2 separate regions of the Danio rerio genome follow, and region 1 is linked to region 2. The links are chromatin contacts, called in public Micro-C maps. All regions are on one chromosome and are shown on one strand. The core of a region is the stretch at or near the end of the contact, and the rest is flanking DNA. Distances in the headings are between cores, read along the strand shown. Region 1 holds the start of tbcelb (tubulin folding cofactor E-like b). Region 2 overlaps cntrl (centriolin).

Region 1 (6,190 bases), core at 2,263-4,762, 88 kb before region 2:
AATACACACATTCAACAGAATCAGCTTACCTTGTTTTCTGAATTCCTTGAACCTTGGCAGGTCAATCCTGATCATTTTATTGATATCACGTGCGCTTCGGGATGCTAATGTGATTTTAGGGCAAAATTGATTCAGTTCATCCAAAGCATTTAAATCAACTAGAGGTTCATCTGAGAGTAGTTGCTTCGTCTTGCGTGTTTTAGTACCCATCATTATATCAAGAAGACCCCTTTCATGATCACTCGTGTTTGGCTCATCCTCATGCTCTCTCCTGATGTCAGTCTGTTGTTTTGCCATGTCTTCACAGTTTGTCTGTTTCAGTTTTTCTCTCATTTTCTTTCTTTTAGAAGTCTTCCCTTCCCTTGAACCCTGAAGCTCTTGTGTTTGTGCTTCATGCTGATTTGAGACACCATCATCCAACACAGGAGTCTCGCCTTCATCATCTAGCTTTCTTCTTTTCTTTATTTGCAAATTAATATCCGTTTCCCTAATACTGTTTCTCATCTTCTCCTTCTTTTTAAGGCGTTTCTCAGCCTGTTCCTGTGGACTTTCAGTGAGTTCATGCTGCTCCGTAGGTTTACTTCTCTTTTTCTTTACCTTTTCCCCATCAACGCGGGCATTACTCGAAAGTGACGGCATTTCATCCATAGTAAGTTAATAATCTTTAAAAAGTTTAAATCATGACGAAACAAACATAAAATCCAGTTTCTCCTAAACGAAGACTGTAAGAACTTCTGGCGACTCCTTGCACGTGTGTCGCTAATTTCACGTCATGAGCACAAACAACACACCAAACACATCACCACAGGAACGACGCTACGAATATATGTTAAGCTTTACTCTTATGCTATACGTTATATTATCTTTAGATAGTTCTACACCTGAAACATTTAGCGGAATGTTTACTAACCGCACTTTTCCTCCTGTACTTCTTCACGGATTAGTCTGCGATCTTCTCAGCGACATAACTATACTGCCACCTGTCGGTCAGAAAAGTCATTACATAAATAAGACAATAAGTAAGTAAATGTATGCAATTCCAAATCCAGATTCAGAAAGGGCAGGTATGTTTACACGAGGTATTTGCTTTTGAGACTGAAGCTTCAACAGTGCAACAGAATGATGGTGACAATTGTAATGGAAATTAATTTTTATTTAAACATGTGTAGTGGAAACTTACAGCAGAAACAGCGAAGCACTTCATGCACGTACAGAATGGGCCTTATTAGGATTTGACCTTGCAAGCAGTACAAACCAGATAAAAGGGTGAACACACTTGACTTCAGTGTCCCACTCTGCAAAAACTGTTGTTGCTGTATGACTGTGACCTTCTTTGCAAAGAATAAAACTTTGAAAAGACATCCCGGGTAAGACTTTGTTTCTTGACCACAGAGAGCGCCTCTTTAAAGAAAACTGCCACTACACAATACACACATACTAAAGGAAAAATAGGCTGAAAATAAGCTATACAAACTAACAAATGGGGTGACACGGTGGCTAAGTGGTTAGCACTGTTGCCTCACAGCAAGAAGGTCGCTGGTTCGAGCCTCAGCTGGGTCAGTTGGCATTTCTGTGTGGAGTTTTCATGTTCTCCCTGTGGGTTTCCTCCGGGTGCTCTGGTTTCCCCCACAGTGCAAAGACATAAGCTATAGGTGGAGTGGGTAAGCTGAATTGTCCGTAGTGTATGAGTGTGAATGGGTGTTTTCCAGTAATGGGCTGCAGCTGGAAGGGCATACGCAGTGTACAACATTAGCTGGATAAGTTGGTGGTTCATGCTGCTGTGGTGGCCCCTGATTAATAAAGGGACTAAGCTGAAGGAATGAATGAACAAACAAACCAAAATCCTCTAATAACATATATAAATGTCTTGCTTTTTGACTTTTCATCTCTCTTAATGTCTTCAAATATGTGACAAATTCTTCTTTAAACACCACTAGTATGGGGTAATTTGAAAAATTTTCATTTATGAATAAAACATTTTAATGATAGCCTATCCACAAATTATTTAGGGCAGCACTGTTGCACAGTGGGGAGTACAATTGCCTCACAGCAAGAAAGTCGCTGATTCGAGCCTTGGCTGGGTCAGTTGGCATTTCTGTGTGGAGTTTGTATGTTCTCCCCGTGTTCGAGTGGGTTTTCTCCGGGTGCTCCGGTTTCCCCCACAGTTCAAAAACATGCGGTATACAGTGGGTGAAATGTCCATAGTGTATGTGTGTGAATGAGTGTATATGGATGTTTTCCAGTGATGGGTTGCAACTGGAAGGGCATCCGCTGCGTAAACCATATGCTGGATAAGTTGGCGGTTCATTCCGCTGTGGCAACCTCAGATTAATAAATGAATTAAGCTGAAAAGACAATTCATTATTTAATATATAAGACATTTTTTTATCCTTAAACACTTTTAGATACTTTATGCTTAAACCCAACTTAGTCATTTCCCACAAGAAGATAAGTGTTACAGATATTTTATGTTGAAACTAATACTTTGTTTCAATATCTAAATGACAAAACTGGCATATATTTGTGTCTTCAGCATAAAATTTTTATCCGAAGAAATTGTTTTTACATGATAAATAAGATTCATAATTATAAAGTGCACATCTTTACATTTTTTATTTCATTTTTAATCTTATAACATTTTAACAGTACAAAAAATATACATGCCAGGGGTTAAGCAAGCATAAATCAAATACAAATATACAAAATGTTGATATGTAATAATCAAATAAATACATTGTAGAGTTCGCAAAGTTTTAAAGTGCGTAGGGCTTTCTTATTTAGAGAGTCTTTGACACTACTAATATATAAGCATAATTCAGTCATCAACACCTTAAAATTCGGTTTCTTATTGGTAAATTTACTTTTATGAATGTAAAATTTTGTTAGCAAAATAATTAAATTAATTAAAAAAAACTATTTTCCTCTTGATTAGGGTACATAGACAAGGCAAAAAGTACATTTTCCCACAACAATGACAGAGGTTTTGAACACTGTAATTTGTTATTAATACATTTTTGCACCTCACTCCATAAGTTGACTGAGTATGCACAATGCCAAAATAAGTGTAAAGCAGTCTCCTCATATTCATTACAAAAATACAATTTACATCAATCCCACTATTACATTTTTGTAAATAATGTTTTGCTGGATAAAAGCTGTGGAGAAGTTTACAGGATATTTCTTTAATTTTATTTCTAACATGATATTTCTGTGGTAACAGCCACAGTTTTTGTTCCAGCAAATCAGTTGATCCTTTAATAAAGACATCCAAAAAGATTCAATATAAGGTACAGTAATAAGTTCTCTTTGGAAAAGGGTACGGATAGCCTTATTACGCTTGATATATATAGTAAAACAGGTTTTGCCAACATATGATTAGTGATATCAAAAGACGATGCATCAAAATAATGGACTTGATGAAAACATTCAGGATTAATGTCCAAAAACATATCTATGTATTTCCTGTTGCACTGCTGCCACCCTCTGTCCTGGAGCGGCAAGCTGCAAAAACAACAAGCCCGTCTCGCCAATAGGAAGTAACTACAGTAGAGCTTCGTGTTCAAAACACTGTCAACGGATCAACAACAAAAACAAGCAGAGCGATTTGCTGAACCTTTGTCATCGGTAAGCGCATCAAACAACTCACGCAAAATGTAGCACATGTATTTCGCCTTTTATTTTTAGTGTCTGTAAGATGACGAGATGTACGATGCGTTATTACATTATCGTTAGGTCTTTGTACTGTATACTTTTTGTATAAAAAATACCGTAAATATAGACATTCTCTGATCATTCCGCGTCAATAAAAACTTGCATGTGCATGTCACGTTTATAAACGCTTCATCGAAAAGGTTAAGCTTCGTTTCGTTGCAGAATAATGTTGTTTTTTGAGGAATAAATAAATAAATATAATCAACGCGCTTATTGGCTCGCTGCTGCACTGTGCATTTCTATGGGTTACTGTACAATAAGCCTGTGTGACTATATTTAGCTTATCGTGAGGTCATTCTGTTCGTTTAAAATGGCACATATTGTATATTTTGTTATTGTTTAAAAGCACAAAAACTCCTGTCGCTTCTAAAACAAAAGCGGTTTAAGTGTGTAAACACTAGTGGCTTCGTGAAGTTTCTGTTGCCGAGTTGCAGAATCCGGTAGAACAGAGCCAATCCAAAACACACGCGTTGTTATGGCAGCCGTGCATTTGAAATTCAACAACTTGTCAGTGCGCAGCTGTTGACTTGACGTACGTGTGTGTGTGTGTGTGTGTGTGTGTGTGTGTGTGTGTGTGTGTGTGTGTGTGTGTGTGTGTGTGTTCGTGTGTGAATGAACGACTGACTCCTGACCCGAGGCTTTATTTTAGGACGAGTTGAATCAAGTTAACAGTTTTCCTGACCAGAACTGCAAATATACCGTTTTTTTTTTATCTTAAACCCCTCTCGCGAGAAACAAGTGTTTCGATGATGTTTAAAAAGTTAAACAAAGCTTTTGAAACTAGGTTGAATTAATATGATCTAGGCATGTGCTGGTATCTGACATATAATATTCTTAGATAAAAATACACTGATTTCTTAACACCACATAAAAAACACATTTAAAAAGCCTTACACATACTTTAGGAACGGTATAATAGAAACATTTTGCTGTTTTAAAACCTTGACTTTTCCAAACCGTGGTAAACCTTGAAACCGATTATCGTCCCATGCCTAATATAAACAGTTCAGTTGATTCACAATTTACAACCTGTAAATGTTGATCTATTATCTGTTTCCTTGACAATAAATTTTTGGCTTTATTTTTTGAAGTCAAGTGATGCTTTTGTTTCATTTTGTTTTAGTCTGTTTGTTGTTAATATTTAAATGCACTGATGAGCGATAAATAAAAAAGCATGTCTCTGTAAAATGAAAGTCATCTGGTGATAACACTCACAAAAAAGTAAAACAAGAAATGATATAATAGAGAAGACCAATATCGATCCTAACTATTGCAGGTATGTTTTTATTAAAGAGATCCCGGACAAGCCCCTATTTAAATGTTAGGACTTTAAAATTTAGCTCTAGGGGCTAAAGAGGTAACACATATATAGGGCCTTAAAACCTTTAAAATATATTTATGATGTAATAATTAATTTATGTATGAATATACAGTATATGTTTTAAACATACATGTTTATAAAAATTATCAATAGCTTATAAAATAAAACAAACTAACATTTTGCTCAGGAACAATTATGGCAAATCCATAGAACCAATAATAACTTTATTTTGTTCAATACCTATATATATATATATATATATATATATATATATATATACACACACACACACACACATATTTGTAAAAAAAAAAAAAAAAAAAAAAATATATATATATATATATATATATATATATATATATATATATATATATTTATATATAATTTTTTTTGTAAGTCGACATAACCGCAGAAAAATATGACATGAAGAAAAGCTTGTAACTTCAGTGTTGTTGCAAAAGATTATTTTCCAGTGAAAAACAGTTGTAATAATAAAGAGTATCACTTCATCAATCATCTTTTTAACAGAGTCATCTGACTTAATATTTTCTGCATTTTAACACATTTAGTGAAATGTTGTTCTGATATTTAAAAAAAAAAGTCAAGACCAGACTTGTTCATTATTTTTATTTTATGTAAAAAGTGTTTATTTTTTAACTAAGTAAATTTAATTAAGGCACTTATTTATAAAAAAAACGTTTATTTGTTAAAATTAGTATACATGAGATAAAATTAACTAGTATTCAGCTCTATTTTAAAAAATTCAGTTGCATTTTTAACTAACTTAAGATTATAAATTCTTTAACAAATAGATTAGTCACTGTTAGTTAGCATACTAATGGGACCTTGTAGTAAATATTAGCACATTAACACTCAAACACTCAAATGAATTACAGACTGGTTGTGGATATCACTTATCAGATTTTCAAAGTTATTTGGAATCTAACTGTCTGTAATGTTGGCAGTTCATTCCGCTGTGGCGCCCCCTGATAAATAAGGGACTACGCCGAATCAAAAAATAAATGTCTGTAATGTATAGCCATTCACCCACTGAGGGCATTTTCTGTTTACATACTCTCTCTCTCTCTCTCTCTCTCAAATGAAAACTATCTGGTCTGAACAGACAAGGTTTTGGATCAAGATGAATCTTGCTTTGAA
Region 2 (6,003 bases), core at 399-2,898:
GTTTAAAGGTACACTATATAGTAAATGAAACATACCAAAGAAAGTGAGTGAGTGAGTAAAAGAAAATATGATGATTTAACAAATAAGGTTTAATTTACCCATTATCACTTTAAAATAACAGATAATGTACACAACTCTCTTTATTTAGGCTAAAACGTTGCTTTATATATTTATAATTGTGCACTATTTATTATAGCTGTCTTTTATTTTTACAGTTGTTTTGATTTCCAAAATGATTCCTCTCTGCAGTTAACTAGTTTATAATTATAATAAAGGCTGTTAACAAGTTTATTCGAGCGATGCGATGGCTCAGTGTTAAGTGCTGTCGCCTCACAGCAAGAAATTCACTGGTTTGAGCCTCGGCTGCATCAGTTAGCATTTCGTTATTGAGTTTACATGTTCTACCCGTGTTTGTATGGGTTTCCTCCAGGTGCTCCCGTTTCCCCCACAGCCCAAATACATGTGGTATAGGTGAATTGGTTAAGTTAAATTGGCCACATTGTATTTGTGTGAATGAGTGTGTTTGGATCTTTCCCAGTACTGGGCTGCAGCTGGAAAGGTACCCGCGGTGTAAAACATTTGCTGGATACATTGGTGGTTCATTCCACTGTGGCAACCCCTGATGAATAAAGGGACTAAGCTGAAGGAAGATGAATGAACAAGTTTATAATAATTTAAGTAGGAATAATGTTTTGTTTTATTATTTCATCTTCATTTACAGGCTATTAAGGCCTAATTTCTGTAAATTGCTTTGAATTCTTTTGTCTTGTGGCGGTGGTACACAGCAAAAAAAGGATATCTTACTTAGATTTTTTGTCTTTTTTCTAGTCCAGATATCTAAAAAAATCTTAAATCAAGAAGCATTTTCTAGAAAAGTGAAATAAATATGATTATTTTTTTAAATAATATGGCAAAATTAAGTGAGTTTTCCTTCCAACAAACATAATAATCTGCCGATAGGGTAAGCAAAATAATATTGTGTCAAAATAAAAGTTGTTTCAAAATTAAAGATTATTTTTGCTTGTTTTAATTTGAAGGAAAAACTCACTTAATTTTGCACATTTCCTAAAACAACACAATATTTTTGCTTGTCTACAAAATGCTTCTTGAATTAAGAGTTTTTAGATATTTGTACTAGAAATCAGCATTTCTTTTTTTTCTTTTTTTTTTTGCAGTGTAGTGGTCCTAACAGCACCTGTAGAAACTATTAATTTTCAAATACTCAGGTACAACTTAAAGCTGTACATGTTTACTTTCACTCATTATATTTTTGGCCAGACACTTGTACTTTTAACTTACTAAAATGTTCACTCAGTGTCAGTACTTTCAGTTATGTAGGCTACGTTTTACACTCATTTTATATCCTCCTTTTCTTCTATGTAGCTGTGATGAGACCCAGTATGTTGCCCTGGCTCAATCCTGTGATAATACAGCAGTATCAGAGCTCCAGGGGGAGGACAACTGCCTGAAGCTTACCGATTTGAAAGGTTTCTTCCAGCCCTGCCACGGTCTGCTGGACCCTCATCCTTTTTACCAGTCATGCTACATGGACGGCTGCTACAACCACCGCAAGGCCCAGGTGTGCGGCTCTATGGCGGCCTACGCTGAGGCCTGCCGCTCTTTCGGCACTCTCACCACCAAGTGGATCACCCAGGAGAACTGCTGTAAGGGGACGCTGCCACCTACAGGACAACAGGGAGGGGTGTAGACTGTGAATGGCAGCAGGGCTCAACAATTTAATTTAATTTAATTTAATTTAATTTAATTTAATTTAATTTAATTTAATTTAATTTAATTTAATTTAATTTAATTTAATTTATTGTAATTTAATTTAATTTAATTTAATAAATATTTATTTATTATATTTGTTTATAATATATATATATATATATATATATATATATATATATATATATATATATATATATATATATATATATATATATATATATATATATATATATATATATATTTAAATGGGTTCTCAGCTTCTTGAAAGTACCCTGAAAAAAATAATTATTGGATTTACAATTTTCTTTTGAAGGTAAAGGGTTGCAAACAATTTATTTGGGCTGAATTTAAACAAAGTTGAACGTTACTAAATTTAATTTAATATATACATTGCTTACAACAGTTTTGCAATATTCTTTGCTTTTAAGTGTACTTGAATTTCAGACATATGAATTCAAGGTCTGGAAAGTACTTAAAAACAACCACAGGTTCTTGAAAGTGCTTAAATTTATGTTTTTGTTCTAAAAACTGTATAAACAGATCACAAATTTTATGGTGCTCCTTTAATTAGCGCCATATACTGTCAGTGATTCTTCCCAGTGCAATGTAATGTGTCAAATCTTTCAGCCAGTGGTCACTGATAAACTAACAAATACTGTAGTGGTGTTGTAGTACAATCTATGATTTTGTATAGTCGTTTAAACTACAGTATTCGGCCATTTGTTTGTATTACTATAGTTGTTGTGTTACCATATTAACTATGGAATTACCGCAACATATACTTTAAGTACTTTACTATAGTATGGATCAAAAACATTACAGTATTTACAAGAGTACGATTACGACTGCCCATTCTTACAGTTTTGACAAAAAGTAAATATTTAATATGAAAAAGTACAAATGAAGGGATGGATATATGGAAACTTTGTGTGTGTTTGCATGTGTGTTTCTGTGTGCTAACTTTGTAACTGGACCTGTCTTTAGCAGAATGGATCTATGACCCCTGTGCAGGAGAGATCTGCTCTAACAACACATGTGAGCAGGAGAACGGAGAACTTTGTGGCTGCCCTGAACTTCCCAACAATGACATTAGTGAGTAAAACAAATCACTGAGCAATAGTCACTGCACGATAATCAAATCCCAGCCAGGTCCGTCATGTTTTTGGGTCCCCTTGAAACATTTCCATCATGTTCCATGTGGTTTGAATGTGTTGTGAGAAACTGCAGTGTGTTTTCTTAATTTGTTTGCGTTGTGAGGATTTGCATAGTATGCTGTCAAATTGATGAATATGTTTTCTTAATGTTTCTATAGAGTGTATTCAATGTTCAGTCATCAGTCGGCCATATTGGAGAGAAAGAACGTAACCAATGCCACTGAACAAAATTTAACGCACATAGGAAACCCTTGAAAGTCAGTTATATCCAGGACATGTTGTTCTTGTGGTGTAGGTGAAGATGACATCATCCAGGCTGAAGTGACCTGTAAGCACGCTCAGATGGAGGTCTCCATCTCTAAGTGCCGTCTCTTCCAGCTGGGCTTTGAGAGGGAGGATGTACGAATCAACGACCAGCACTGCCCTGGTATTGAGGGAGAGGACTTCATCTCCTTCCACATCAACAATACCAAGGGACACTGTGGCTCTATTGTACAGGTGAACAAATCTTTCCCCCCCTATCTCTCATTAACAACACTGTTCAAGAGCAGAATGTCTCAGTTCAGACTGTCTCAGCATCTTGAGAGACAACGGAAAGTGCTCTTCAGTTCACACACATTTCCAAATGTGTGAACAAACAAGGACATATGGACTTAATCAAATCTCTTTTTGATTAAGGATTTTTAATTTAATTCGTAACACATCTTACAAATGTCCTTGTTTGTCCTTGTTTGTTCACACAAATATGTTTAGAGCAGCATACTAGTGTACAAATGTGTTTGTTAATGGTAAATGAATGTGTATTTGTTTCATTAGGGTCATTATACTGTACATGGAGACAGATCAGTCTCAATAATTATACATTTACAAAATATAACTCATACATCCACAACACAATTCATGTTTACACAATCCAAGTTGCAAAATCAAAACATGATTCAAAAATACACAAATCTAATTTGTAAATTCAAAACACAATTTGTAAATACATAAATTCAATTCATAAAATCATATCACGATTTGTAAATACATAAATTCAATTCCTAAATTCAAAACACGATTTGTAAAAACAAATTCAATTCGCAAACTCAAAACACAATTCGTAAATACACATATTCAATTTGTAAATTCAAAACGAGATTTGTAAATACATATATCCAAGTCATAAATTCATATCACGATTAGTGAATACAAAAATCCAATTCGTAACTCTAAAAATAATTGAAAAATACACAAATCCAATTCGCAAGTTCAAAACATGATTCGTAAATACATAAATTCAATTCATAAATTCAAAACACGATTTGTAAATACATAAATTTAATTCATAAATTTATATCAAGATTAGTAAATACACAAATCCAATTCGTAACTCTAAAAATAATTTGTAAATACATAAATTTAATTTGTAAATTTAAAACACAATTCGTAAATACACAAATCCAATTTGTAAATTCAAAACATGATTCGTAAACACATAAATTCAATTCATAAGTTCAAAACACTATTTGTAAATGCATAAATTCAGTTTATAAATTTAAAACACAACTTGTAAATACATATATCCAAGTCATAAATTCATATCACGATTAGTGAATACAAATATCCAATTCGTAACTCTAAAAATAATTAAAAAATACACAAATCCAATTCGCAAGTTCAAAACATGATTCGTAAATACATAAATTCAATTCATAAATTCAAAACACGATTTGTAAATACATAAATTTAATTTGGTAATTTAAAACACAATTCGTAAATACACAAATCCAATTTGTAAATTCAAAACACTATTCGTAAATGCATAAATTCAGTTCATAAATTCAAAACACGATTCATAAATACATAAATTCATTTCATAAATTCAAAACACAATTCGTAAATACACAAATCCAATTTGTAAATTCAAAACAACATAGTATAGGCTGTGAATCACAGTCAACTGCTTTACTAAAATGTTCATTTACATAATAAACACACTCATTAAATAATAGTTGTTTCACATTGTAGATAATGCAAATTTTACCTTACCTAAGTCAGCAGTAATAGTCTTTTGAAGTTAAATACTATACAGTATACACCTAGTGCTCAGCAGAAATGAATAGACCTTATTTTGAAAATGAATACTTTTATCCATTTCTCAATGAATATAGGTAGTTTATTTTGGTGCATTTAAACAAAACAGATTTATTAAACAGTTATATTGACTAAAATAACATTTTAGTCACCGAACATGTTTAGAAATAGAAAGATAATTGATTTAAATATTGCAAAAAACAATTTACTAACTACATTTTTGTGTACATTTTTGTCTCTCTTGATTTTTTTTCTTTGTTTAGTTAATATTTTCCCATAATATATGGACCATTATCAAAGCAGCGTGCTAATTAAAAGAGGGGATGGGGATCAGACCTTTAATAGTAAAAAACTGTTTTGTCTAATCCGTATCTTAAATAATAATATTATTAATTAAAATAATGCATAAAATAATTATACATTTGGCCACCCCTATATTGGTTCATACCATTGTGAATGCATAGTCATGCCAATCAGTCTATGCAGGAAAATATACATAGTATATAGACATCGTAAGCGTTCACAAATAGCAAATCAAAGGTTACTGTATGTCAGAATACACTAAATTTCCCTGAAATCATGGACAACTTAAATACGTTTAAATAAACTAGATGTCATTTAAAAAAATAAATAAATAAATAAAATTTGATCTACAAAGCATGTATTACAAAGGGCTCAAAAAAGACTCATGTTCTTCTCATTGCCATCATGCTTTTCATAGTCTACATTTTCATTGTATATGCAGTTTGATCGGTTGAATTAGTTTTTGTTTCCTGCTGAAATGTTATTAAATGCAGTTACTTTATGTGTGTGCTTGTGTGTGTGCATTTGTGAGTCTAGTCAAATGGAACACACATTATGTACAAGAACACGGTGTGGATCGAGAGTTTGAACAACACTGGGAGTGTGGTGACGCGCGACAAAATGATCAACGTGGAGTTTTCCTGTGCGTATGAACTGGACATCAAGATATCCTTGGAGACCGTACTGAAGCCAATGCTCAGGTCAGCTGACAGACGCCATTCATTCACCATTACAGAAA

The links. Hi-C and Micro-C count contacts between places; a contact is called where the count stands out from the background.
Region 1: a Micro-C map of caudal fin shows a contact between it and region 2, with 6 times the contacts expected there. The contact joins the promoter of tbcelb here to the enhancer-like site in region 2. A contact is called at or near these places in 3 of 18 Hi-C or Micro-C datasets (caudal fin and embryo).

What each region holds. Positions count from the first base shown.
Region 1 is chr5:69,217,740-69,223,929 of GRCz12tu, reverse strand. It overlaps tbcelb (tubulin folding cofactor E-like b), which reads left to right and starts at 3,512. Exons shown (of 10, transcript XM_073951571.1): 1 at 3,512-3,624. The region is part of intron 24 of cntrl (centriolin); the gene reads left to right. It overlaps ttf1.6 (transcription termination factor 1, tandem duplicate 6), which reads right to left and starts at 942. Exons shown (of 9, transcript XR_012406457.1): 1 at 30-942.
Region 2 is chr5:69,127,841-69,133,843 of GRCz12tu, reverse strand. All of the region lies in intron 24 of cntrl (centriolin), which reads left to right. tecta (tectorin alpha) reads left to right here. Exons shown (of 26, transcript XR_012406452.1): 18 at 1,384-1,664; 19 at 2,719-2,823; 20 at 3,181-3,383; 21 at 5,802-5,965. Among named protein-coding and RNA genes, the nearest start is that of usp2b, 25 kb to the right of the region's middle. Within about 2 kb of position 1,648, at least 8 of the 62 cell types and tissues checked have an H3K27ac peak or open chromatin away from gene starts, as enhancers often do. A contact at or near this core is called in caudal fin, where this site is marked.